Regions from separate parts of the Capsicum annuum genome. Here region 2 is linked to region 1. A link is a contact called in public Hi-C data. All regions are on one chromosome and are shown on one strand. Each heading gives the region's core, a stretch centred on a gene start, on an enhancer-like site or on the middle of the called end of the contact. The rest is flanking DNA. Distances are from core to core; before and after follow the strand shown.

Evidence for each region. Hi-C and Micro-C count contacts between places; a contact is called where the count stands out from the background.
Region 2: a Hi-C map of leaf shows a contact between it and region 1, with 2.4 times the contacts expected there. The contact joins the enhancer-like site here to the promoter of LOC107873056 in region 1. A contact is called at or near these places in 3 of 5 Hi-C or Micro-C datasets (leaf, pericarp and placenta).

The regions. Positions count from the first base shown.
Region 1 is chr6:164,299,355-164,305,561 of UCD10Xv1.1, forward strand. LOC107873056 (lipase) reads right to left here and starts at 2,478. Exons shown (of 10, transcript XM_016719761.2): 1 at 2,123-2,478; 2 at 1,007-1,080; 3 at 568-633; 4 at 407-454; 5 at 257-324. The coding sequence starts at 2,189. It overlaps LOC124899729 (a long non-coding RNA gene), which reads left to right and starts at 2,537. Exons shown (of 2, transcript XR_007057245.1): 1 at 2,537-2,786.
Region 2 is chr6:164,624,528-164,630,734 of UCD10Xv1.1, forward strand. It overlaps LOC107874123 (ISWI chromatin-remodeling complex ATPase CHR11), which reads left to right. Exons shown (of 25, transcript XM_047414941.1): 25 at 1-453. Among protein-coding and RNA genes, the nearest start is that of LOC107874123, 13 kb to the left of the region's middle. Within about 2 kb of position 2,949, at least 5 of the 5 cell types and tissues checked have an H3K27ac peak or open chromatin away from gene starts, as enhancers often do. A contact at or near this core is called in leaf and pericarp, where this site is marked.

The sequences.
Region 1 (6,207 bases), core at 1,228-3,727:
ATTCCCTAGCTACATGTGAAAAAAACTAAATTAACCATCTATTTACTTCATGTACATATTCATTTTTACAGCAAAAGACTAAGAGAGCTAACGATCTATGCTTTTTGAGCTGAACTTATGTATGACAGTATGATATAAACTAGTCAGAATTATTATCTGCAGAATAAGACATTTTTTAACATTTTTTAATCACCATACAGTCAGATTAAACATGGGACCACATGGATGATGAGAACAGATCGGAGTAGAATGAAACCTGGTTGCCTGAGTGCCTCGGAAAGCTATTACAATGGCATTAAGATCTGGAGCCACCCCCACATATGCCTGCAATTGATATCAATAGTTAGAACCAAACTAGCGCCTCAGAATGAGAGCACAACATGCTTTTGCACTATTCGATATTCACCTGTAGACATAGCTTCACATCAACAATGAGATCTAAAATTTGAAACCCCTGCACAAGATGAAGCTTCGACAAATTAATCATATAAGAAAAGTACGGATGAAATTTGCATAAAGCTTCTCCTCAACCTGAAGAATCTATATATAACAATCTGAACAAAATACCTTCGTCAAATCATTACATCTGGGGCATGTCCAAGTAAACAGTTCTGTCAAATCTGACACATAGACCTACAAATACAGAGGTCATTTTTGTTATACTCTAGGTGATGAAAGTCCTCTCAACAAGAAAGTCACAAGTATGGACGTAATTGGTCCCCAATAAAACAGCCTGAACTAATGAAGTATGGATTATATTAACCACAAATCAAATGCAGAAAAATGAGTAAGAAGAGTTCAAGGAATATAAAAATTAAAACTACACAAAGAAACTGGAAATTTGGATTTCAGTCCATCGTTTATGGGTAAAGTCCAATTTTGGTCATCATGATATCCAGCCAAGCACATCAACCATTTATCAAAAAAAAAGTAAGCGATTAACCATCAATTAAAATATTTCTGACCTCTAACGTATTCGCTTATTTAAAATGTGAGAAAAACTCACCGTTGCGGCATATTCCACCAATATGGTGGCAAGAGTGTGATTGTAGATTGACCCTTGATCCTTCGCTTTAAGTTCTACAGCCAAAAAAAAATTAACTATAAGTAGTTATCTATAAATCTGTTGTCATTTATCACTTTGAAAATATGAAGTGTCTATGGAGAACTTATGTTTGCACCCAAAAGTGCATAACAAAGCAGACAATGCCTGTACAAGGATCTAGGTTGCTTTACTTGAAGCTTTAATTACCATTTGCACATAAGCATAGTTCAAAGTATCCATTGATACCACTACCTATCTCTTTATACATAGTGGGAATTACCTTGTCCAACTCGGTAACTCAACACAACAATAAGCTTGCAAAATATTTGAGACATGCCCAGTGTCTCAGCTGAACTATCCATATATGGATGTTTAAAATGCTATCTCAACTGAAAATATCAGTCTTGGTTCATAAATTTCATTAGATTTTTGTCTTCCTCTCATATCCTAAACCATTCCTAGCCCATTCTTTTCCCAGACATGAATGACGTCATCTTGGTTAAAAATGCATTACCAACGCCAAGAAGAGAAAAAACTCAATCAATTAACAGGCTAGGCAGTCCAGGTATGAGCAATGAAGGGCAGTATTAAACTTGGGTCTAATAGCAACTGTTTGAGAGGGTCTGGATTAGAGTTTATATATTAATCCAGATTATCTATTGCTTCATTGGTTATGTTTATCTTGCTATTTTGTTGTCTTTATTTTCCTTTCTATCATGATTTATCCACACTTGCCGTGAGCTAGATGTCTATTAGAATCAGCCTCTCTACCTCGCAAATATATGGGTAAGGTCCGCATACATCTTGTCCTCCCCAGACACCACGTGTGGATTATACTGGGTATGTAATTATTGTCTATTAATCCAGAAACAATCAAGAAAGAGAGAGAGTTGCTTAACAATTTATGTAGCAACTATTCAGCTTGACTAATTATACTGATAAAGTTTTTCGATATATTCTAATTATACATAATCTCATAGTAAATACAGTCGGATAAAAATGTACTGCACCCATAACTATAGCAAATTCAAAATTCAAATCAAAGTATGTGATTAGTATAAAGCAGTTTATAATTACCTCTAGCAGTTGAAGAGGCAATTAAGCACACAAATATAAGGCCTTTTAACATAATTATTCCATCCATAGCCTGTAGATTGAAGCGGAGAAGGAAGAACAAGGAACAAGGGGTCAACTAACTATTGGGCCTGGAATTATTACGCCAGTAGGCGATAGGTGCGTTTCGTGCCCCCGTCGATTCCCCCACTTTATATACTCCTAATACGTAATCTGTGGGACCCTGTCGCGTTCGGCCAACGCCCGTGATGCGGTGGTAAATAGAGCCACAGATGTTTTCTAGTTTACCGTTGGGTAATTTTGAGTATAATATATTTTTATTTTTAGTTGTTACATTTCTTTTCTTTTTTACTCTTTTAAGTATATTTTATTATTATTATTATTATTAACCATATATACAAGCCAATAATCAGAGGACGAACACTGCACCAACTAATTGTACGAAAAGGAACAAAAGTTGTACATTTAATGGGCATTGAAAAACTGTAAACGTTACTAAGTCCAACACGTGTACTGAAATATTTTCACTTTCTCTCTCCAGAGCATTACCTAAATCTTTTCCCTTCTCCTCTATTTCTTCTCTCACTCTTTCCCACCCAATGGAGCAAATGAATCTTATTCTCTACTTTTCAATTTGTCTAGATATGTACTGTATTTTTTAGTTCAGGTAAGTTTTCATTTATATTTCTTCGTCTAATTCACCAATTTTGCTGATAATGGGGCTTCAATAGCATCTGTGATTGTTGGTTCTTGAAGTTTTTGCACAGATATTTGTTAGTCGCATCGTCTACTTCAATCAGTGACCACAATTTAACCAGATTTCACAGTCGATGGTTAGAGAATTTGGTTAGTTTTTACTAGGAGTATACAGACTAAACCGTCAAGTTAAACCGAACCGACGAACCAAATCAAATCGAGAAAAAAATTCGACTTATGATTTGGTTTGATTGATTTGGCATTAGACAAAAAAAACCAACCATTCTTGGTTTAGTTTGGTGTTAACAAAAAAAAAGTTAAACCGAACCCAAATCAAACCGACATAAAAAATTAATTATAATCTACTTTTTCAACTAGTTTTAGTAATTGTCAATAATTTGAAAGTAGGTGTAGATATATATTTAGAGCTGAGTCTTTAAGTTGTAATATTTGTCCATTAATTGCTAATTAAATGATCAAAAATCCAATATAAACTTAAAACCTAAATTTTTCACTCTTCATCTCACTTTTTAGTTTCAAGAGAGTTTTCCACTTCTCATTTTTTCATAATTATGATTTTTCATTAGAACATGAGTGAAAACATATTTAATCTAGTTTTCGATCATAATATAATTATAAAAACTAAAGATTACAAAAAAGAAATCGAAAAAACCGAAAGAATCGAAAATCCAAAAAAAACGACTAAAACCTAAACCGAAAAAATAAATTTTTTGTTGGTTTGATTTGGTTTATAGTTTTAATAAACAAACATGATTGGTTTGATTTTATTTTAGTAAAAATTGAACCAACCCGACCCATGTACACCCCTAGTTTTTACAGTTATTAAAAAGGTAAAATACGCATGCAATTCATTTACAAATTTTGATTCCTTGAAATTTCTGGAAATATTTATTTTGAACTATAGTTTTCGTATTGTATATTCAATATGCATGCTATGTTGGTATATGATTTTCACATTGATGCACATGTGGTGTTTGATAATATGTCTGAAACATTAATTTCTTAGTAGTTTTTTCAATGTCCTAGCAAAAAATTGATTCCAAAATTGATGAAATGAGAAAAAAAGAATGGCAAAAGAACAAAGAGAACAGGCGATACATAGCAAAATCGACTTCAAATTGAAAAAATGAGAAGAAGAAAAATGACAAAAGAACAAAGAGGCTATCCTACTGTTGATATAGTAGAAGTATTGAGGTGTTGGACGCATGCCCTACAACGTGTTCATAAGCAATCCCTTCAATTGGTATGCTGATTCTATAAGTCCTGTTAAAACTCTATTTTTTCTCTCCGTAAAAGGCATGACAGAGCACACTGACCAACTCTTTTAAGGAAAATTCATTCAACATATCTTCTACAAAAAAAAAAGTGAGTTCAATTTAATTACTGCAATACATTATTGAATGCGTGGACAGAATAATAATATAATGTACAAGTGAAAAAATTAACAAGTTATAATTGAATTTAAGTTCTTTTTGTATTCAAATACCGCTTAATCACTTGCTTGAGGTAAAAGACAAGTATCACCTGAATTATACTCGAAATTGTTATGACATATCTAAATTTTACGGCGGTTCTATTATTGCTTAATTTCATTTTTTTGTATTTTATACTTTTTTTTGATAACGTGACTGCTAAATAACAGAATATTTATGTACTCCTTTTGTGCTGACTTAACAACCATATTTGCTTAAAAGTTAGCACACAAATACAGAAAGCATAAGTTTAGGGGTAAGAAACTTATAGCTGAAACTCTACTGTACTAACTTCATCTAGCTTATGTTTGGTTTTCTAATAAAGTTTAAATAGACTACGAATTCAGGTTGCATGAAAACATATACATATATATCGGCAAAAGCTAATAATGGAGAGGGTGGCTTTTTAAGAGTTCACATGATGGTGGTACTAGTGGTCATGCAGAGTCCTTGACCGCAACCCTTGTCGAACATAAACAACTCCTTACAAGTATACAGGTCTGATTGAACATCAATCTAATTTGTTTAAAGGAACAACATGCCTGCGACACTTTTTCTGAACTAGATCTGAACTTGATAAGGACAATATGGTAGTATCATTGTCCCAATTGATGTTTTGATACGTTTAGATATATGCTAAGTTAAGAATGTTATACTATCAAATGTTGAATCACTTTCATTTATTTAACCTGTAGATGTTTTCGTTGATTCTGGATATTGTCAATAGGTTTTGTGTTATTTGAAGTCTGCTTTATATCTTCTTAATAGAAAAATTAGAAGCAGATTTACATTTGATTCATGTTTATTAACAGAAATAAAGATGAGAACTGTGAAGAGTTAATACTTAATAACAAATCTAAAGAGATTGGGGAAATACTGAAAGTTTACTTTTTATGTAGGAACTTATTTGGTCTCAGAACTTAATCCACTAATTTAAGTAATAAAAATAGTAAGAAAAAAAGAAGGCAAGAAAGAGAATTTAATAGTTGAGTGACCATATCAGAAATTAACCCGACAAGTGCAATATAATAGAAAATTGTGCAGTTTTGATAGGGTGCTCCAAAATTACCAAAACATTTGTTTCATCCAAAGAATTCATTAACGTGATTTCAGGTACATTTACTGTCACCTGATTCAAAGTAATTTCTTATTCTTTCACAGTGCTCTGATTTGATTTTTGAACGTGTTATAAGATCCAACTTCATTGATTCTAGCTCCCCTGAGTTAAGTCAAATACTCTGTCTTAAAAAAGAATATCTTGATTATTCAATTTAATCACCAATAACTCAAAAGTTTAACATTGTTATTTTCAGACTACAATTCTTCTTATTTCTTAGATATACAAGTTTCATTGATACAACAAGTGCTTTGATTAACATGCACTTTTATTTCTCAGTGGTTGGACGCAATGTCGAAACTTTATTAAATATCTCTTCTGCTTTTTGTCTAAGTAATGTGCTGAAATTTAAACTGAACATATCATGTTGTGTAGTAAATAATGTTTACCTGTCCTTTGATGATGATAGTAGAATCTATTAACTGTCTTCCCTTTTTCATTTGTTTGTGAAAATTTAAGCATGTCCGAGTATTCTTATTATATGTTTTTCTAATTTTATTAGAGAGGTTTGAATTAACTCCTCCCTATTGTATTTCTTCGGAGATAAAGAGAGTTCGAAGATTAATATTCTTCTTTACCTTTTCCTTTAGCTGATAAATGTTAGTACTTAAAATTAATTAGGACTAATTTTAAAGAGGTAATTAGTTTCCAAATGCTGATGAATTCAATATTTAGGCTAGCAGACTTTTAAAGAATCCTTACTGTTTTTATAGTTTCTCTAATGATTTTGATTTCTTATGTAGTTTTGTTTTTTTCCTCTTGACCCATTAATTAATTGGCAT
Region 2 (6,207 bases), core at 1,699-4,198, 330 kb after region 1:
TAGAAATGAGTACAAAGATGAGGAGGTTAGCTGTGGCTGGTTGGGACCTCAAAGTGGAAGGGAAGATTATTTTTTTCGTGATCCCATCATCTGGTGTTTTATTCAGAACGACATTTGATGCTCTATCTCCTTGCCCTGGCAATCATTGACTCAAGGGCATTGAAATTTCCAGGATGCCATCTGACTGGTAGAGAAATGAAAGATACTTGGTTTATAATTTGTTAGTCCGACAAAAAGCAAGTCCACCAGGCTTGCCCCAACTCCTAAGCTGTAACTACATTTCTAATGCAGATATTCATAACAATTTGTTATTTATAATCCCGCTGGAGTTCATATAACCACTACATAGATAGTCAGGGATACACTTTATTATATTTTACTTTTTAGGAAGCAACGTTTGCAGTATGTGTGCTTTTCTGCTATATATACAGTTGCCATTTCTTGAACCATTTATATTTTGTTTCAACTGGCTTGTACCTGACTGGTTTGGTAGCATAGAAGTGGTGATTAATTTACAAGGATTGAAATGCCAATCAGAGGAGATTATCTGCCTGTCTCCGCCAAAAATCTGTTGAAGCTTGCTTGAAAAGGTATGTAAGCAGAGTGTCTAGTCATTCACAGAATCACTGGCGTTGAAGGTGTGTACCAGGCAGAGGCAACTTTTGTTGGCTGTGGTTTCGGGTATGCCTGGGGGATTTCATTGGCTATGTTATTGATGCTGTTGTTGTTGTGGTTTCGGGTATGGAAAAGGAAGTGGAGAATACTTTGTGAGGATTGATGTAGGTAGTCCAGTTTGGAACCACATGGTTGGTGATTATGGCAGTGATAATTGACATTTCAAATTTGCTGTCTCCTTTCCACGCCAAACCCACCAGGCCCTCCACCCTAAGCCTGCATCCTCGGTGTTTCTTGGAGTACATGTAAATGCTATTGGAAGAACAATATTTGTTTGCTTTACCATTAAACACTAGAAAATAAATGAGAAAAAATTTAGTTTTCGGAAGAATATTTCCGTGCTAAAAACACCCTTCGTATATTTCCTTAGCTTATTATTCCTGTAAGCTACCAAACAAAGAACTCCCAAAAAAGGTAAAGACTTAACTTCCTCTCTTTATCTCTTTCTTTTCTATTTGTACTCATTGTACTGCATCTTTCCTTGGCATATGATCATGTTGTTACATTTATTATTTGTCTAGACAGTTACTATTCATAATTTTTTCAAGAGGCATTGTTTCTTATTATTCATGAATCTGATCGGTAAATCTTAGCATCGTACACTCGCTCAAAAACACAGAGAGAGGGAAACATTTTTTTTAAAAAGTTCTTCCTTCGTCTTTCTAGCTGTGTAATGCATGTTTACCAGTACTACAACAAGAAGCCAGTGAAATTTCACGAGAGGGTTTTGGGGAGGGGTGAGTTGAATGTGTGCAGACCTTACCATTACCTTGTGGAGGTAGAGAGGTTGCTTCTAAAAGACCCTCGGTTTAAGTGCAGTAAATTAAAGTAAAGGAAGAAAATGGTGGAGAAAGCATAACAACTAACAAGGGAAGCAAGAAAGAAGCAGAACAACAAAATAATGTGATAATTGAAATATAATAAACAACATGACTAGTATAAAGACAAACACGAACAAGCCTAAACCCTTGAAAAGCATAACAACACTTCACTTTCTAGTAACTTTCTACTTTAATATGCATCTTCCACATTTTCCTATTTGAGTTCATGTTCTATCTAATCACCTCTCCTCAATGCTCTCGCTCGGACATATGCACATATTTTTTTCATATGGCCAACCCATTTTAACCTTGTTTTCCTCATTGTGTTCACCATGGAGGCCACTCCAACCTTATCCTAAATATCCGCACTCCTAATTACTCCTAGTAAACCCACACATCCACCTCAACATCTTTTTTCCGCAACAATGCATGTTTACCAGTAAAAACAACAAATTGTTGCATCGATTTCTTCCTTATTCCCTTTGCTTTCTCAAGTAATTAGGTGCGTGAATATAGAATTAATATGTATGTAATATGCATCTCTTAGTAATTTCCTTTTTCTTGGTGGAGGTATATATCTATTTTTATCTGCTAATTAATGTCCGATCAATCGATTTTCCTCTTATTCGAGCATCGAAAGCACTTCACGTGTATGTGGCACATTCCCCCACACAGTTAATTTCCTAACCTGACCGTATATAAAATGACAAATCATATCATGTGCTCATATCTTTTTAACTAGATAAATACGCATATTTTGACTGTGTAAATTTCATCTGCTGCCTTCTAAAATTGATGGAATATTATTTATAGATAGACATGAAACTTTATTGCAAGCAACAAGTAAAACTCCGACCTTTGGAGATGTACTAGGGCCATATATGGGTAGCGAGTTGCCCAAAATTTAGTTCTGTGACCCTTTAGTAGGACATAAACTCGTAATCAAATTCCAAGAGCATATTGCATCAGTAAGTATAAAACAATGGAGCATTTTTAAAGTTCGGATCAACATGACTTGGATTCAAATGTGTGACAAAAAAGTCGATCAACTTACACACACCTCGACTAATTTCACATTATATCTACCATTTTTCACTAAAAATCTAAAGAGATTAGGTATAATTTGAGGAGATATAATGAGCAATTCATTCAGTCAAATTACCCTTTTACCTAATGCTGTTAGGATAATTCACTTGCTTTTTTTTCTGCCTTATAAATTCAATTATCAATCTTTAATTCGGATTTAGGTTAAACCACTAACAGACTAACAGTACCCACTGCTCTCATCAGTAAGTGATTGTAAAATTCTATATCCTTATTCTCCCTTTGCATTTCTGCTTAGTTGAGTGAAATGTGGATCGAATATTTGTACTACATTGGACCACAGAAAGATCCCAATTGGATAAAACCAATCCAACTGATCATATGCTTAATTCCCATTGGATTGATCTCTTTCTACAATTGGGAATTTAATCTAGATTTTTCTTACCCCACTTGATTCTCTGTATACCTAGCTAGCTAGCTTTCTTCCACATTTCCTTTATTTCTTGTCTAATACTAATAATAACAATGACAAGAAAAACAAGAAGAGTGAACTATCGTAGACGAGAAAAGCCGTACAATAACACGTCCTTTTTCATTATGGGATAAGAATCTTTTTTTTTCTCCACTAATAGTCTGATAGATCTTAAATTCTAAATTGAAATGAATTTCCCTTTAATATCATGATAATCAAAGAAATGACTTTTAAATCTAACTCAATTACAAAAATTAATTCACGAAGGAAAGACTATTCAAACACCGAGAAAAGTATCAAGTACTTCCTAAAGTTGTCATGTTTTATTTATGGTATACCTAAACTTTGAGTTGTTTTAAGTACCCTCCCGAACTTGTTGTTTTAGTACGTCGCATGACCCCAGAGGCAGAGCCAGGATTTCAACGAAGGGGGTTCCATATTCAAAGAAAATTTAGGATTTCAACTAAGGGGGTTCCATAGTCAAAGAAAACTTAGTTGAAAGGGGTTCAACACCTACTATAACCACAAGAAAATAATTTTAATCATGTATAAATAGTATATTTTTCCATCGAAGGGGGTTCAGCCGAACCCCCGAACAGAAGGCTGGCTCCGCCCCTGCGTGATCCTTTTTAACCTACGTGGCAAAATGTGTGATTTCAAACTCCATCACGCACGTGATAGAGTTGATTTTTTGCCAAATCAGCACCTTCCAACGAAAAAAATGAGAAAACCCCATTTCTATTTAATATTTTCAAAAACTTTAAAGCCTCCTCTCTTTTCTGTTCTTATTTATTATCCCTCTTCCTCCATCACTTTCAAAATATGTAAAAATAATTTTCTTTCAATTGCTTCTATTTTACCTACTTAAATTAGGGGTGTGCATCAATCAATTTAGTTCGATTTTTATATTATCGATTTTCGATTTTTAAATACTCTAAATCAATAACCAAACTATTAATATATTTTCTTATCGATTTTTGGTTTATCGACTTTTAGTCCTTAATGATTCGATTTTTAATTTAACTGATATGAAAATACTCATAAGATAGAAAAAGTAGTAACTAACATGAAAATAAATCGAATCTTAGTTGCAACCAAAATCGTACTTATATATTTATATATATATGGGGTGTAAAATAATAATTTAGTATAATCTTATTGGGTTATTAGTTTACCCAATAACCCAATAAAAAAAATCAAAATCGAACCAATGACCCAATAATTTTTTTATAAAATCATTAAAAAATTGTTAACCCAATAACGATAAATCAATAACATTTTTATCGGTTTGATTTTTGTACCAAACATGCTAACATCCTAAAATTGACATTCTGAATCTGCCGGCAAAGTTGAATTTTCTATCCGAGGTCATTTTGATCAAATGTGGGTCCCACACCCATATTTTTAATTTTCCAATTTTCCGATCAATAGGTCAAAATGAGCTTGGGTGCATCGGGACCCGAACCAAAGGTCTACCTAGCCTAAAATAGATATTCCGGATCTGCTGGCGTAGTCCATTTGGCCATCCACCGCACGGATCAAAAGATATCCACATAAGTCCAAAATAAGGCTCTCGAAACCATCAAAAACCACAATATTGCATAAATGATACCAAAATACATCGAAAATCATGCCAATCACTTTCATGCTCCAAAAATATCATAATGCAACTACAGGGAGGGGTAAAACAATCAAATCGCACAAAATCACAAATTTTACATATTTCATCAAATTTTTAGGTCGTTGCAATATTCTTGTAAAGGCTGATCAAGATTAGTAGTTATAGATGATAAAACATGAACAATACTTAATTTTGCCATAAATGCAAAATAATCAATACCATATGTTTGTGTTAAGCCACGAGCAACTAGTTTTGCTTTGAATGATCAATTAAACCATCCGATTTGTGTTTCACAGAAAAAATTCATGTGCATTCAATAATTTTTTTTTCTGTTTGGTAACTTTACAATATTTCAGGTATGATTTTTTTAGTACTCACATCTCCCTCAATCATGAATTCTGCCCACTTAAGATCATCTAATGCTTCTTCAAATCTTCTAGAAATTTCAATCGAGGACATCTGATTCACAAAGTCTTGAATAAATTTGATAAGTGTCCACTAGAAACATAATGAGCAATAGGATACTTGGCTTTCTCTGGATTATCAAGGGAGTTTTTTGCTGGAGCTTTTCCTGGATTGGACCAAGGGGGATTGATACTTATTTCAGTTATCATCACTAGAAATTATTGATATAGTATAATCAATTAAATTTTTAATACTAGTTTTCTCAAAATTAATTTATACCCCAGAGATATCATCAGAAGGAGCATCATTGGTGGGTATTGGAGAAGGGCCTCTTCACTTTCTTGTTGTATTGCTTGATTAAGAATTTCATGATTTGGAGTTGTTGAGATAATATCGGATTTGTATCACCATTATCAGGTAGTAACACCATCCAATTCTGCTCTTAAACCTTATTCTCCCCCTGAAGAGAAGAACTGAATATCTTTGGAGAGAAATACATTTATGTCTCACAAAAAGTAACATCCACAATCACATGTAATTTTTTGGTAGGGGATGATGATATTGTAGCCCTTTTATGAGGCAAATACCTACTAAAGACATACCATAATGTCATGGATCAAGATTCGTACATTTATGTTTAGGAAGATAGAATAAAAACAACACAATAAAAAGCTCGAGGTTCTAAGTTTAAGGTAGATGGGAGATTAACAAAACTAGAGAGGTGATTTAAGGGAGTCTTAAAGTAGAGAACGCTACTAGATACATGATTTATTAAATTAAATATATACAAAAGAACATCCTCCCAAGATGCAGGTCGCAAATGAGAACTAATCAAACATGCACATGAAACTTTTAATATATGAAAATTTTTTGTTTTGCTACACCATTTTGCTGAGGTGCAAAAGAGCATATTATTTCATGAATAATGCCATAATTTTGGTGATAGGATCGCAACATTCGATTTTTCATCATTATCTGGCATAAGAACTTTTATTTTGGCTAAAAATTTGAGTTTGTATCATCTTATGAAATGAGCGGAAGCATTTAGAAACATCATTTCTATTTTTTATTAGATAAAGTCATGTCATACAACTAAAATCATTAACAAATATTACAAACCAACAATATTCAAATGAATTAAAAATTGAAAAAAGACTCCAAACATCAGA